2 separate regions of the Anas platyrhynchos genome follow, and region 1 is linked to region 2. A link is a contact called in public Hi-C data. All regions are on one chromosome and are shown on one strand. The core of a region is the stretch at or near the end of the contact, and the rest is flanking DNA. Distances in the headings are between cores, read along the strand shown.

Region 1 (6,322 bases), core at 3,655-6,154, 70 kb before region 2:
GCCCCCAGCACCGCCGGCGCTGCAGGCAGCAGGCACGTGCAAGGCGGGCGGCCGGCGGCTGCCGCGCACGCACCGAGGTCGGTCTCAAACTAGGGCTCTACGCACACGGGCTCGCACAAACACGGGCTCATCTGTCTGTGCCACGAGATAGACCTGCGCCTACCCACACACAAACACACGACACACGATATACACATGTGCACGCACACACACACGCACACGTATGCACACAGATATGTACATGTGGGTACTCCGTACACCGACAGGATCAGTGGGACACCGTCACGGCCTGAGACCACCCCAGAGCAGACCTGGCAGCACAGGCTGGGAGAGCTCGCTGCGCCGGGTACCTCTGGGCCCCGCACACGCGCCAGCGGCTCCAGCTAACGCTCTGCTTGCTCCCTCGCCAACGTACTCGTACCCTCGGATGCGTTTCCCAAACTCACCATGGCAGCTGCCGTCGCTGCTGCCTGGGCAGCTGCAGCCTGGTTAACCTGGTACTGGGCAGCCTTGATCTTGGCTTGCAGATGTGCCGGAGGGTGGAAATATTTGCACTTTTCCCGTGAGCATCTCCCTTTGATGTAATCCATGCAGACCGTAACGGTGTTATCGTTGGTATCGATCATGGCGCTGTCGGCGGGGTGGGCGAACCGGCAGTCGTTCTCCCCCCGGTTGCAGTTCCCACGCTGGTACTCCCGACACACCTGCAACACCGGGAGAAGACAGCCGCTCAGTGTGGGCCCTGCGCCGCGGGGCCTCCTCATGGCACGGCCATGGGCAGCGGGCTCGCTGCCTGCCCGCCAGGGTGCTTTGGTGCCGAGGGACATCAGAAGCTCTGCACAAAGAGCCGCGCACTCCGGAGGCCTCCTTGTGGCCGCAGCTTGGCTGCCCCCAGGGCTGCCGTCTGCTTTCTGAAGAACCGTGCTCCTGCCTGATGCCCAGAGGCCACCCAAGGCAGGCGGTGCTCCGCAGCGCTCGCCCTCTGCCATGACTCGGACACCCCCAAGCCCTGGAGCCGGAGGTTACTGAGCGCTGCCCAGCCACGCGGTGCCCACAGGCCCACGATCCGGGTGGCTGCTGCGAGAGGACAACCCGAAACACCGCGGGAGAAGGGCAGAGGGCACGGGCAGGCCCGACACCCCTGGCACAGCCACGTTGCGCAGGAGGAACCCACACGGCCTCAGGCACTACCTGCAGCATCGCCACCGCATCGGCTCCAGCCCGGCAGCCCCGGCACAAGCGGTGCCACCGCCGCACAGCACCAGGTCCCTCTGCAGGCCTTGGAAAAGCCTCGTTTAAGAAACTGACGCACGCTCTTTTCATAGGCACGAACCACAAACAAGACGTGTTTGTCACTTTGGTTTCCAAAGGGCTATAGGAAACAGAAAGGGCCCAAACCAAGCACGTCTGTACAAAAATACAGCCGCTGCAGCGGGTGGAATTTCCTTTTAAAGGTGGGTGCCCATAAGCCTGGATCATCAGCACTTCCTCAAGAACCTTGGCTCCGATCCCTACACCAACCAACCTCAGTTGTTGTTTGGTTTCTGTGCTAGCACTTCAGCTGCTTTTTAACCCCTGTGCCACCCTACGTGCCAGCTGCCCGCTGTCCACGGCTTGTGGCAGACACCCTGAAGGACAAGAGCAATGCCACTGGTGAACCTGCCCGCAGGGAGCACCCCTTTCTTCACGGCCTTTCCAGCACGACCCTATTTATAGCCTTTTTCCATGCGGTGACAAAGACTGGATGTATATTTGGCAGCAAACACACTGGCCAAATAAGCCAGCTGAGGCACCTCCCTTCCTCTTTTTATCCCCACGGCCCTGCTGCTCAGGGCTTGCTGCTCGTGGAGCCGTTCTCGTAGCACGCGGGAGGCAGACTGGCCAAATAACCATTTTATTGCTGGGAACTTCTCAGGCGGACCAGTTCCTGGCCCAGTCCCCGCGCAGTGCCACGCGCCGCTCTGCCACAACGCCGGCAGGGGCTGGGCCAGGAGGTGGCATCTCTCTGAGCCATCACCAAATACAAGTTTGCTCCCTGGACCAGCTGTGTGCTAGCATCACCCCTGCGCACTCCTGGCCCCTGGTCTGCCTGCCTCGTTATGCCCAGGCATGCACCAAATGGAGCTGCCAGGTCACTGCTTCCCCAAACGTGAGCTTGGTCAGCCCCGCACTACGACTTGGTCTCTTTTATTGCTACAAATCCTTCCTCGGCAATAAATCATTGTCTTCTACCCAAGAACTCCTCAATTAATAAGCCAAAGATGATAAAAGTAAATTAGTATGCATAGATACACACACACACAGAGAGGCGGAGAAAGAGAACACATGCCGAGGTAAGGCGATTTTATCCCAGTTAAAAGCCAAGAAAACTGCCCAGAGAACTGAAACAGTTCGGCAGATAAACTCTGGCCCACACAGAGCACATTTTCACAGGGCAGTTGTGTGGGCTGAGATAAAGCAATGAATGGCTCTCTCACAGAGGTCTTGAGCAGATCTGAGTGATGGCTCACAGCAGACACAAACCATAAAACCGCTAGTCCTTTTAATCAGCATGACCTGCGATGGCTTTTGAAGCACTGTGATGCTAGCCAAGAGTGTTTGCAATTCTTGTTTGCTTACAAGCAAGCGCTGAAGATGGTGTTAGCTCTTGCCACAGGCAGGCAGCAATATATCATTCATCTGCTTGAGCAGACAGAGGCACGGAAGCATGATATGTGCTCTAGCCTTTCAGATCCAGAGAGTGTTTATTTGTTTGTTTATTTGTAGCCCTGTAATTAGTATCACAATTTTCCACTTGGTAAGGGAAGAAGCGTAACAGCAGCTAAGGAGCACAAACTGAACCTAAGAAGCTGGAATGACCGCATGATGCCGGGCCGAACTGCTGAGTTAGGGAATGGAACCGGCCCTGCAGGATCAGCCAGGCATCACCGTGAACTTCACTTGTTCTAATTTGGGGCCGGGTTTATTTTGATTGCCCTGCTGGGATCCCAGCTGCCCACCCTGGCGGAGAGACAACTGCCCCGAAACCTCGGCCGTGGCTGAGCCACTCGCCCAGAGCTGGACGAGGCTTGGCCAGGGCACATGAACACAGGGTGACATCCCTGGCCTTTCCCGAGCAAGTTCCACCTTTTGCCTCCTTTGCACTGAATTCAGCACAAGTATGCTGTTAGCCAGTACATTCTGCCTGCTGGCAACAAAATGGCACATACGAATCACGCAGGAAACAGCAGCTTGATTGCAGCAGTCTTGACTCTCGAATACTTCTAACAGCAAAGGGCGGCATGCGAAGGGAAACGTGCTCCCAAAGCAACCCAACACGCAACGCCTTTCTCTCTCACTTCCTCGTCCCTTGCGGGTTCCCCTCTAGTTCACGAGAGGAGCCGTATTTTTGTTCACGGTATTTCTGGCAGGGGAGGAATGTGAAGAAAGCTGCAGGAAAAGCCTGAACCCTCAAAGTTCCCACCCTGAGACCCAGGTGCCGTAGGGGAGTGCCTGAGCACACCGAACACCCAGGCACCAGCGCGCTACCAGCACGGTCCCAGTGCTTGTGAGCTGCATCCCGCTGCTCGGGGCAGTGAGCAGCCATCCCGCGAGCACTCAGAGCTGCTCAGGACACCAGGCTCAGCGCCTGGTCTGTGCTGCCTGCCTTAAAGCCCTGCTACATGTATAGCGAGATGTTAGCTGCGTGTTGGTCTGCTTCAGTAGCCCAGAACACGCGTGCTAATTTAATTAAGGACCCGGTACTTTATTCTTGAAAATAAGCGTTTAAAATTCTAAACAGAACAAATCATATTCCAAGATTAGCTACTAACATCACTGCAGTTATTTTTTTTCAGGGGACAGTTCATTCCAAGGCAGGGAGAGCTAAGCCATATAAAGCTCTGCAGTCCTGCAATAACAAACAGCAGCGAGCCCTCTTCAAGAGCAGGTAGCTACGTGGCAGGCAGAGCACGCCCCCTCGGAGAGGTGAGGGGCAGTCCACATAAAATCCTGCAAATCAGTTTTGCACTTTTGTAATCAAAAAACTATACGAATGATTTGTTGTTCATAAGAACTATGGCCTTATTAGATAAGATAGATAAGAACTATGCCCTAAATCTAGAGACCTCTGATTAAATGACTGAGCACTGCAAAGCACTGGCCAATTATCTTCTCACCTGCGTATCGAACTGCTTAAACTGCATTTGCTGCGGGGAGAACAGGAGGAGGAGAAGCCCCCCCGCCCGCAACAGGCACTATTTTTGTACGAGCGGTTCCGTGTGGAATCGCAGAGCTGCTGGGTAAACTGCAATGTGCTCCCGATCCCAGCCAAAACAAACAGCGAAGCTGAGCAGCTGGGAGGGGGATGAAGCTGGATGTCTGTGAGTGATCGCACAGCTTGGGCACAGCCAGGGGAAGGCCCTGTCGGAAAGGCAGGGCTGAAAGCAGAGCGGGCAGGGACAGCCCTCCTTCAGGAGGGGCTTTTTGCGGGCTTTTTCTGGTTGTTAAAACCTCTTCTTACTGCAGACCGTGCCTCTGGGTGTGCTGTGAGAGCACCGCTCACAGCTCCCCCGTGTGCAGAGCAGCCTGGCTCTGCAGTCGAGCATTTCCCCGAGCAGCTGCACAGGGACAGCACAGAGCCCCTGGAGGACCAAATCCCACACGTGGAGGTTCCCCTGCCGCAGCCCAGCATCCAGTAGCTCCCCACACATCTCAGTCACAGCCTGAGGCCAGCACAGCCTTGGCTCCGCGGGCAGCAGGCAGCCCCGAGGCTGTCTGCTCGGGGAGGCTGGGCCTCCTGTAACCTGAACACGCTTTGGGAAACTCTTTCCTCGGAGAAAACAACTCTAAAAGGGGAAGTGATGCGATCCCGCGGAAGGGGAACCTGCGCTGATGTAAGCTCCGAGAATAGTGGTGGCGGTGCTGGGAGGGCTCGCTGCCCGGCCCTGCCCCACGCTCCTGCCTGCCTGCAGCCTGCTGCCCAGCTCCTCAGCCGGGGATGAAAACACCGAGAAAAAGCAATGAATTTCCCTTGTAAGCACACACAGACCCTACTGCTGCAGTGTGAGAAGAGCCCTACCACTGACCGGCTGCATTTTGACAGATCCCTGTTGCTCCTCCCACCGTGCTCCCTGTGTGCTCAGGGACCATCTCCAGGAACCCGGCCCCACAGCGCGCCCCCAGGCCCCGCTGCTGTCCCCACAAGGACCCGAGGTCCCTGAGAGTGGCCGGGCCCTGACCCCACGCCAGGCCCGATGCACGGCGCTCACAGAGCAGGGACAGCAGCACCAGGCTGCCCAGCGCCCAGCTCGCCGCGCTCCCGAGCGCGTGGCACTGCCTGGCCACGAGCCCTCGCTGCCGCAGCGCTGATACGGTGCCGAAAACACGGCCAGGCCTTCCCGATAAGAGAGATTCAGGGCAAGGGAGAGTAACAGCTAGCGAGGACTAGCACTTGTCAGGGCTGTAGCGAAGGATGATAAACAAGGCGCGGGAGGCCGCGGGGGGAGTGCCAGCAGCATGTGGCCAGAGCACAAACATGCCAGAGGCTGCAAGCGAGCTCCCCCCCGGGCGGCTGCAGCACGGCCCTCGCACCAGCTCCCGGCGCTCGTTACCCGGCCCGCTCGTTAGCAGCTGCTGGACACACAAATGCAGTCTCGGGGCGCCCCTGCAGCTACCACGGCCATCCCTCAGTGCTCCCGCTTCCTTCTGAGATGCAGGGCCAGGAGCAGAGCTGCAAGCATGAGCCGTGGTGGCACGCCCCCTCCATTGCCAAGACAGGGCGTTACCGGCTCCGGGGAAGCTCGCGCTGTTTTCTTTCACAAGCAACACATCGTCTGTCCAGGAGACACAATACAGGAGATAACTCGTGAGGGTAAATCGTGCCTGGCGGCTCCTACCTCCAGCCTGTCTGTCCTCATGAGCTTCTGGGCGGCAGCGGCAGCGGCGGCAGGGACCGGGACGCCGGGGTTGCCCGCCACCAGCATGGGGGCGGTGGGCAGGATCTCCGCCGGGACCAGCCCCGGGGACACGGGCCCCAGGTAGGGGTTGAAGGCGGCCGAGGCGTTGGTGGCTAAGCTGGGCGCGACTGAGAACATCGGCTGCAATCAGAGAAAAGGAGAAAGGCACTTAAACACCCGTACCCACCGTGCTGCCAGCAGCACAACCCCTTGGCCATCACCCTCAGATGGCAAAGCGCATCCGAAACGCGCAGGCAGCCCCTCGGTGCGAGAGCAGCCTGCACCAGGGCCCCACCACACCGCCAAGCCACACGCACCCCACACCAAGGACAAGGGCACTTCCCACCCTGATCCCAACCTGCCCCAGCTCACAGGCTGCGGATGTT
Region 2 (5,957 bases), core at 1,082-3,581:
TCAGCAGCAACACAAAGCGAGGCCTGCTAAATCCCTCGGAAGTTGTGTATGAGCACAAAATCCTCGTGCTGAGGGGTGACCGTCACAGGCTCCTGTTGCAATGGCACAGAGAGTGGTGCAGGAGCCCAGCTTCTGAACCACCTGCACACAGCCGATGGATGATGGAGGAGTATACGAAAAGTATGGCTGTCACAGACACATTATGTTTCTTGCCCACAAGATAAGTCAAGCTTCTGAATTCTGCATTTTCAGCCAGTTTCCTTTTGCTGTTCTAGGCTGTTTTGTCTTGTTCATGGCGAACTCTGCTTCTCTATAGATAAAAATCACATGCAGAATACACCAAAGCACGTAGGCATTTTTTAAATTTGTGCCTTACGTTTTAGAAGTAGATAAAAGATATGAAAAATCAAATGACAGAAAGATAAAGTACACATCCAGACAGCAAGTCAATTAAAACAGATATACAGATTGCTTGTATAAACCAGAAACCTCCTTTAAAATAAGATGTAAGATGTAAGTCCAGTGCAAGAAATCAAATCAAAGTACTTCATGCTAAGAAATTCTGCTTCAGAAAACGATCACTTTCAGTTTTAAGTGTATTATATAACACATTGAATCATTATAATGATATACAGCAGCTCTCAGGAGAAAAAAAAAAAAAAAAAAAAAAAAAAAAAAGATCTGATTTCTCTTTGATGTAATTCTAACTAAGAATAAAGTGGCTAATCGGAAGCATTTAAGACTGTTTATTTTGATCCTTGTCTTGTGTATAGCAATACCAAGGTGTACACGGCAGTCTGAAAACCATCTGAAGAAGCATGCAAGCTTGTCTCTCTTGCTTGCACAGGCTGTAGGTCTTGAAAAGCCATTTTCATAAATATAACAAGAGTCACACAAAACTCCTTGGAACCTCATATATTTTACAGTAATCAGAGGAACTGTTAATGAGAACAGGATAATTATAACTAAACATTAATTCCCCTCTATTTATTTTGGTACCAAGGTCAATTCTGATATTATTTCTTCCCTTGCCAAGTTGTATCAAGTACTATGCCCAAAGGTATTGTAGCTCAGTTAGGAAGAAAACAAAGGATGTATTAACCTCTGATGGTAACTGGAAAATTAATTTCTGGCTTCTTTGAGTACACCACTGAAATCACACTGGGAAATAACAGAAGTTAAAACAAAGGAGAGGGCCTCACAGAACGGCTCCACAAACAACACCAGGACCAACGATGAAAGATGCGTGTCTGGTCCTGGGTGAGAGAGCTGAAGCATAACCCTTGTCCTAAGGTGCATAAAGTAAAGCTTTGACTTAGAAGTGCTTTTACAGAACTAAATCCATCTAAAATGACTCATGATTCTCAGGTAGGTGAAGCAAAACGTGAGGTGAGAAGCAGGGTGCTGACGGTCCTGCCCCCGGAGCCGGGCCGCCCCATCTCTGCAGCCCAGGCTGGCGTACAGCTGGGATGGGACCTGCAGGTTCATTTGGGCACCTGCTACCATGGGGCCTCCAGAGAGCCGTGTTCCCATTACGTACACTGCTCGTTGTATGCCATGCAGCTCGCTGAAGACCAAAAAATTTCATCAAGCAAGGCTTCTCGTGCACCCCTACGAGCTGTTACACAGCCGTACTGTCCAGCAGGCAGCGGGTTGGGGAACACAACATGACAGCACGCTCATTCCCCCACGTTAGAGGGCCTGCCCCGAGAAAGGAGGGCCTCCTCCTCCACAGCGCTGCAGCGGACAGGACAGATCAGACACATCGCTCCGGCCAGCCCAGAAACGCTCATTTTTAGCCTTAGCGCACCACTATGCTGCGCAGGCATTTCCCCCATGGAAGCCCTCGTTTTCCTCCCCCTCTGCTCCCAGCACACAGACCCCGTGCAGCACATGCTGTGCCCAGACCGTGGCTCCTTGCGTCCCGGCGCAGAGCAGGGCTCCCGCTGCCCTGGCCAAGCTACACCCACACGCCTCATTTTCCTTATTTTCCAAGATATTTAACCCCATCTGACACCTGTAAGAGGTCCAGGTTCTCTGCAAGGTAATGAACACACTGCTCCCTGAGGGACAGCTGAGCAGCTCAGGCAAAAAAGAGAAGCCTGGAATTCTGAGTAACTTTTTTTTCCCTAAAAAAGCATGGATTACTAGTTACTGAAGCCTAACACGACTATTTTGGCTTCTTTATTGCCAGATTTACTTGTAAAAAAATCACAAACTTCTGCCTAAGTGAGAAATGAAAGAAAAGGCTTCCTCATCAACACGCAGACAGGCTCAGGAATAAGCAAGTGACGTGCTGCGCAGAGCAAACCCGGGCGCACCCGCAGCCACAGGCTGCCACAGCCGGCGGCCCCAGCAGCACCGCGCTCCCCGTGCCCCACGGCTGCCTGGCCTCGCTCTGCAGGGCCGCGGGTGGCAGGCGAGAAAGCGACCAAAGGCAGTGTCTGCTGGGGCACTCGGGCAGAGAAGGCTTTTCGGGGAAGCTGCAAACACCAGATGGCTCCCCCGGGAAAACACAAACAAACACAAAACCACGGCGCGCAGCGGAGCCATGGGCTGCAGATCGTGGCGGCTACGTCAGGGTGCCGGCAGCTTCGTGCTGCCTCCCAGTAACTACAGCACGGCTGCAGACAGATGAATACAAATGCAGCTTCCGTGCTGCCACTGTGGTCAGAATGACACCTTGTAAAAGCATGAGTGACTCCAGTGATCCGCTACCCAGGGACGTGAATGGAGAGTGGCCAGGCGGGGTCCCCGCAGTGCCAGCCCCACTGGGGCAGGGGAGCTGTGCCCGCTGCCAGGGCCGTGCCGTGCTGGGGGTACCAGCGGAGCAGCCCCCGTTACCCATCGCTGGGGATCGGTCGTGCAGACTGCAGCTTGCACTTGAAACAGCCCAAATTCTATGCTTACAGCAGCAGCAAGCGGCTGAGCTGAAAAAACTTCCCAGGTAGTCTGAGGAAAGAAAAAATTCACCTTCGGTACCCCATTACAACGCTCAGGTCGGTGCCCACCACATCACCCTGCTCAGCACGCGTGCGACCAGGCATGGCGGGGACACTTGTGCCACAGGACCCATCAAGCAGACACAGCTTCTACCACAGGAGGAGGCATCCCATTTTTCAAACACCTTAGGAAAAAGGTGTTTGGCACTCAAAGGCAGCATCAGGTTTCAGCACTGGCTGCCAGAATTTTTGCAAGGAACTGTCCTTCAGGCTTTCCATGCACCTCTGTTTTCCGTGCACAGAAGACTCTGAAGTTTTCCAGGAGAACTCCCTAAAGAAGTGCTCTTCTTGTTTCCCCTTTCAGCTGATCCATGCCAAGAACAAGCAGTATTTGCCAAGACCAAAATTCCTTTGCAGGGAGGCTCCCCTGTGACTCGCCAGTGCCGCGCTCCGTGGGCTGGTGCTGCACCTGCCCTTGGGCAAGCTGTGCCCTGGCCTCACGCTGCCTGCACAACCCTGCAAACCTGAGCAGGGAAGGAAAAGCACCTCCCAAAACCTCCGTGTGAGTATGCAGTGTGATGTTAAGCTGATGTCTGAGCCTTTGTAAGATCAAGAGTTGTTGTTTTCATGCCGTTCAATCCCAATTTAGCAGTGAATTATTTCCTACTCTGTATACATTCCTGTTGCGAAGCCACCTGTAGCTGTGGGTACCATTGCTTGCTTCATGCAAATTTCAGTAAAGCCACCCAAATCTCTGGCAATGACGAGGAAATCATACGCAGCAGTGAGCTGACGTATGAACAAAGCATCCCTGCGAGATCTCCATCTCACACGACGTGAGAAGCATGAACTGCGGGCACTGTGACAGGAACAGGCATTTGAAGAGCTGACCCTTGTTCCCCCCGCAGGACCTGGGGGTCCACCCGTGGCCAAGGGGCATCAGGCACCCCGGACATGTCCTCAGGCAGGGAGTGCTGGGCCAAGAGCTCTGCCCGCCTGCCCCAGGCTTTCCCCATGGCTGGGACCCACGCCAGAACCCACAGGCACCGGGGCAGCCGTGGGGTGGCATGGCCCCAGCACCACTGGGGAGGCACAGCCAAGTTCTTGAGGAGAGCCTGAAACTTGCCATAGGGTGATCAAATGCATTGGGTGGTAATGCCATGAAGAGCTCCCTAAAACGCACAGAAATTAATTGAAAATGAGATAAGATAAAACAACCTGAGTATCCAATAGGCACTAAAAATAAATTGCTTTCCCATATCAGGAAAAAGTTATTTCCCCACAACAGAACACATACATGAAACCTCAGACAAAACAACCTTGCTTAGGGTAGCAGATTCATGAATGATTCCCAGCAAACACACTAATACGTTTTGAAATACACAACACAAACCAGAATTTGTCCCTGTACCATAAAGAAAGAAAAAAAAAAATTAGAAAGGTAAAATATTTTTAAGCAGAGAAAAAATACATTATTAGATTTAAAGTTATGGTAATCTGAACTACATACATAATCTTTTTAATTCAGGCCTTTGTAGCAATGTACTATAACAGGATAATGTTTGTTTTTACTGGCTGCTACTTGCCCTGCAGAAATCAGGAGCCATTGTGCTCGTTCAGGAGGAGGATTTCCTCTAGTAAACTTGCCAGTACAAAAACAATCACACATTCCGATAGCTTTATTTGGTTATAAGAATGGTAAACTCGTAAGGCAGTATGAGCTATTCCATAGAAAAAGATTAGATGTAGGCAGCCCAAGGTTCACCCATTTAAAGTAACACAAGTTCGAAAGTTTCCATTAGCTGATTATAGGAAATAAGACATAATTATTTTCTTGGCTTTTTTTTTTTTTTTTAAAGGAAAAAAGAGAGTCCATTTTTTTTTTCTAAAGCTAGCTTGCACCAGCTACCACAAGGCACATGGAAATGGCACATTTTAATGATTCAGACATTTGAGTCATTTGCCTTATAAGCAGAGGATCGAGGTGTAACACAGCCCAAGCTCCCACGCGTGCATTCCCCTCGTAGCCTGCTGCAGACTGGCTCCTGGCTGGTAGTCTGGGTTACATTTGATTCCATACTTTCATTTACACAGGACATTTCTGAGTACTTCTGCTTGTAAACCAGCTTTATAGTATAGTATTTTTGCACATTATCTCACATTTGCTGCATCTGCAACAATTTATATGACTAGAAAAGGGAGACCTTGTAAAAGCTTATTGATTTGAATAAATATCTGAAGTACACTTCAGGGACCTGTTGCTGAAAAAGCAGAAGGAAGCAATATAGCACATCAAAGCACTCCTATTTCTAATTTTATATTAAATTTGATATTGAGATGCTTATTAAAGCAGTATTTTCCACTGCAAGATACACAGTATATAATTTTCTTTGAAGAAGTTCTAAACTTCTCTAAAAACCCTCTAACAGCTTGCTAATGCTTAGCATGCAGCTACACGTTCTACACGTTTTATAACACACACTCCTATAGAATCCCTCTGAATGTATCTTAGCAAATCACTATTAATCATACATAGCATGAATAAGTAGCAATCTTGTAAGCTGGATACAGTCCAATTATATTTTAATATTCACTCTATTAAGGAAAAAAAATCAGACTGAGTAGAAACCAGAGGAACCCCCTAACAAATCAGTGATGCTGCTCAGACGTACCTTACAGCATGGAGCTGAGTGTTCCCCTGTTAGATCGACAACACGACAGTGTTACACCACGATGGGGCCTCAAAGCAACCAAAACCCACGGGAACAATGGTCTGAGCTCCCAGGCGGTCTGCATGGTGCCCATCACAGCATCGCCCCAGTTCCTCAGACACCCCACTGCTGCTTCTCACCTTGCAAACAGAAACCCCTTAGGGAGAGCGGCTCTCTGCTAAGCTGACAAAGCCCAAGCCGTGCCTGTGGCTGCAGCTGGAGACATGCAGGCAGTCCTGTCCGCAGAGCCAGGAGCTGAGCCAAACACCCCCCCTCCCTCTTCACCCCTTCCACCCCACCAAAC

The links. Hi-C and Micro-C count contacts between places; a contact is called where the count stands out from the background.
Region 1: a Hi-C map of liver shows a contact between it and region 2, with 1.9 times the contacts expected there. The contact joins two enhancer-like sites. A contact is called at or near these places in 2 of 8 Hi-C or Micro-C datasets (liver and skeletal muscle).

What each region holds. Positions count from the first base shown.
Region 1 is chr9:830,238-836,559 of IASCAAS_PekinDuck_T2T, reverse strand. It overlaps MBNL1 (muscleblind like splicing regulator 1), which reads right to left. Exons shown (of 10, transcript XM_027464637.3): 3 at 5,877-6,077; 4 at 447-704. Among named protein-coding and RNA genes, the nearest start is that of P2RY1, 44 kb to the left of the region's middle. Within about 2 kb of position 4,904, at least 6 of the 8 cell types and tissues checked have an H3K27ac peak or open chromatin away from gene starts, as enhancers often do.
Region 2 is chr9:758,150-764,106 of IASCAAS_PekinDuck_T2T, reverse strand. No RefSeq gene overlaps it. Among named protein-coding and RNA genes, the nearest start is that of SUCNR1, 19 kb to the right of the region's middle. Within about 2 kb of position 2,331, at least 2 of the 8 cell types and tissues checked have an H3K27ac peak or open chromatin away from gene starts, as enhancers often do.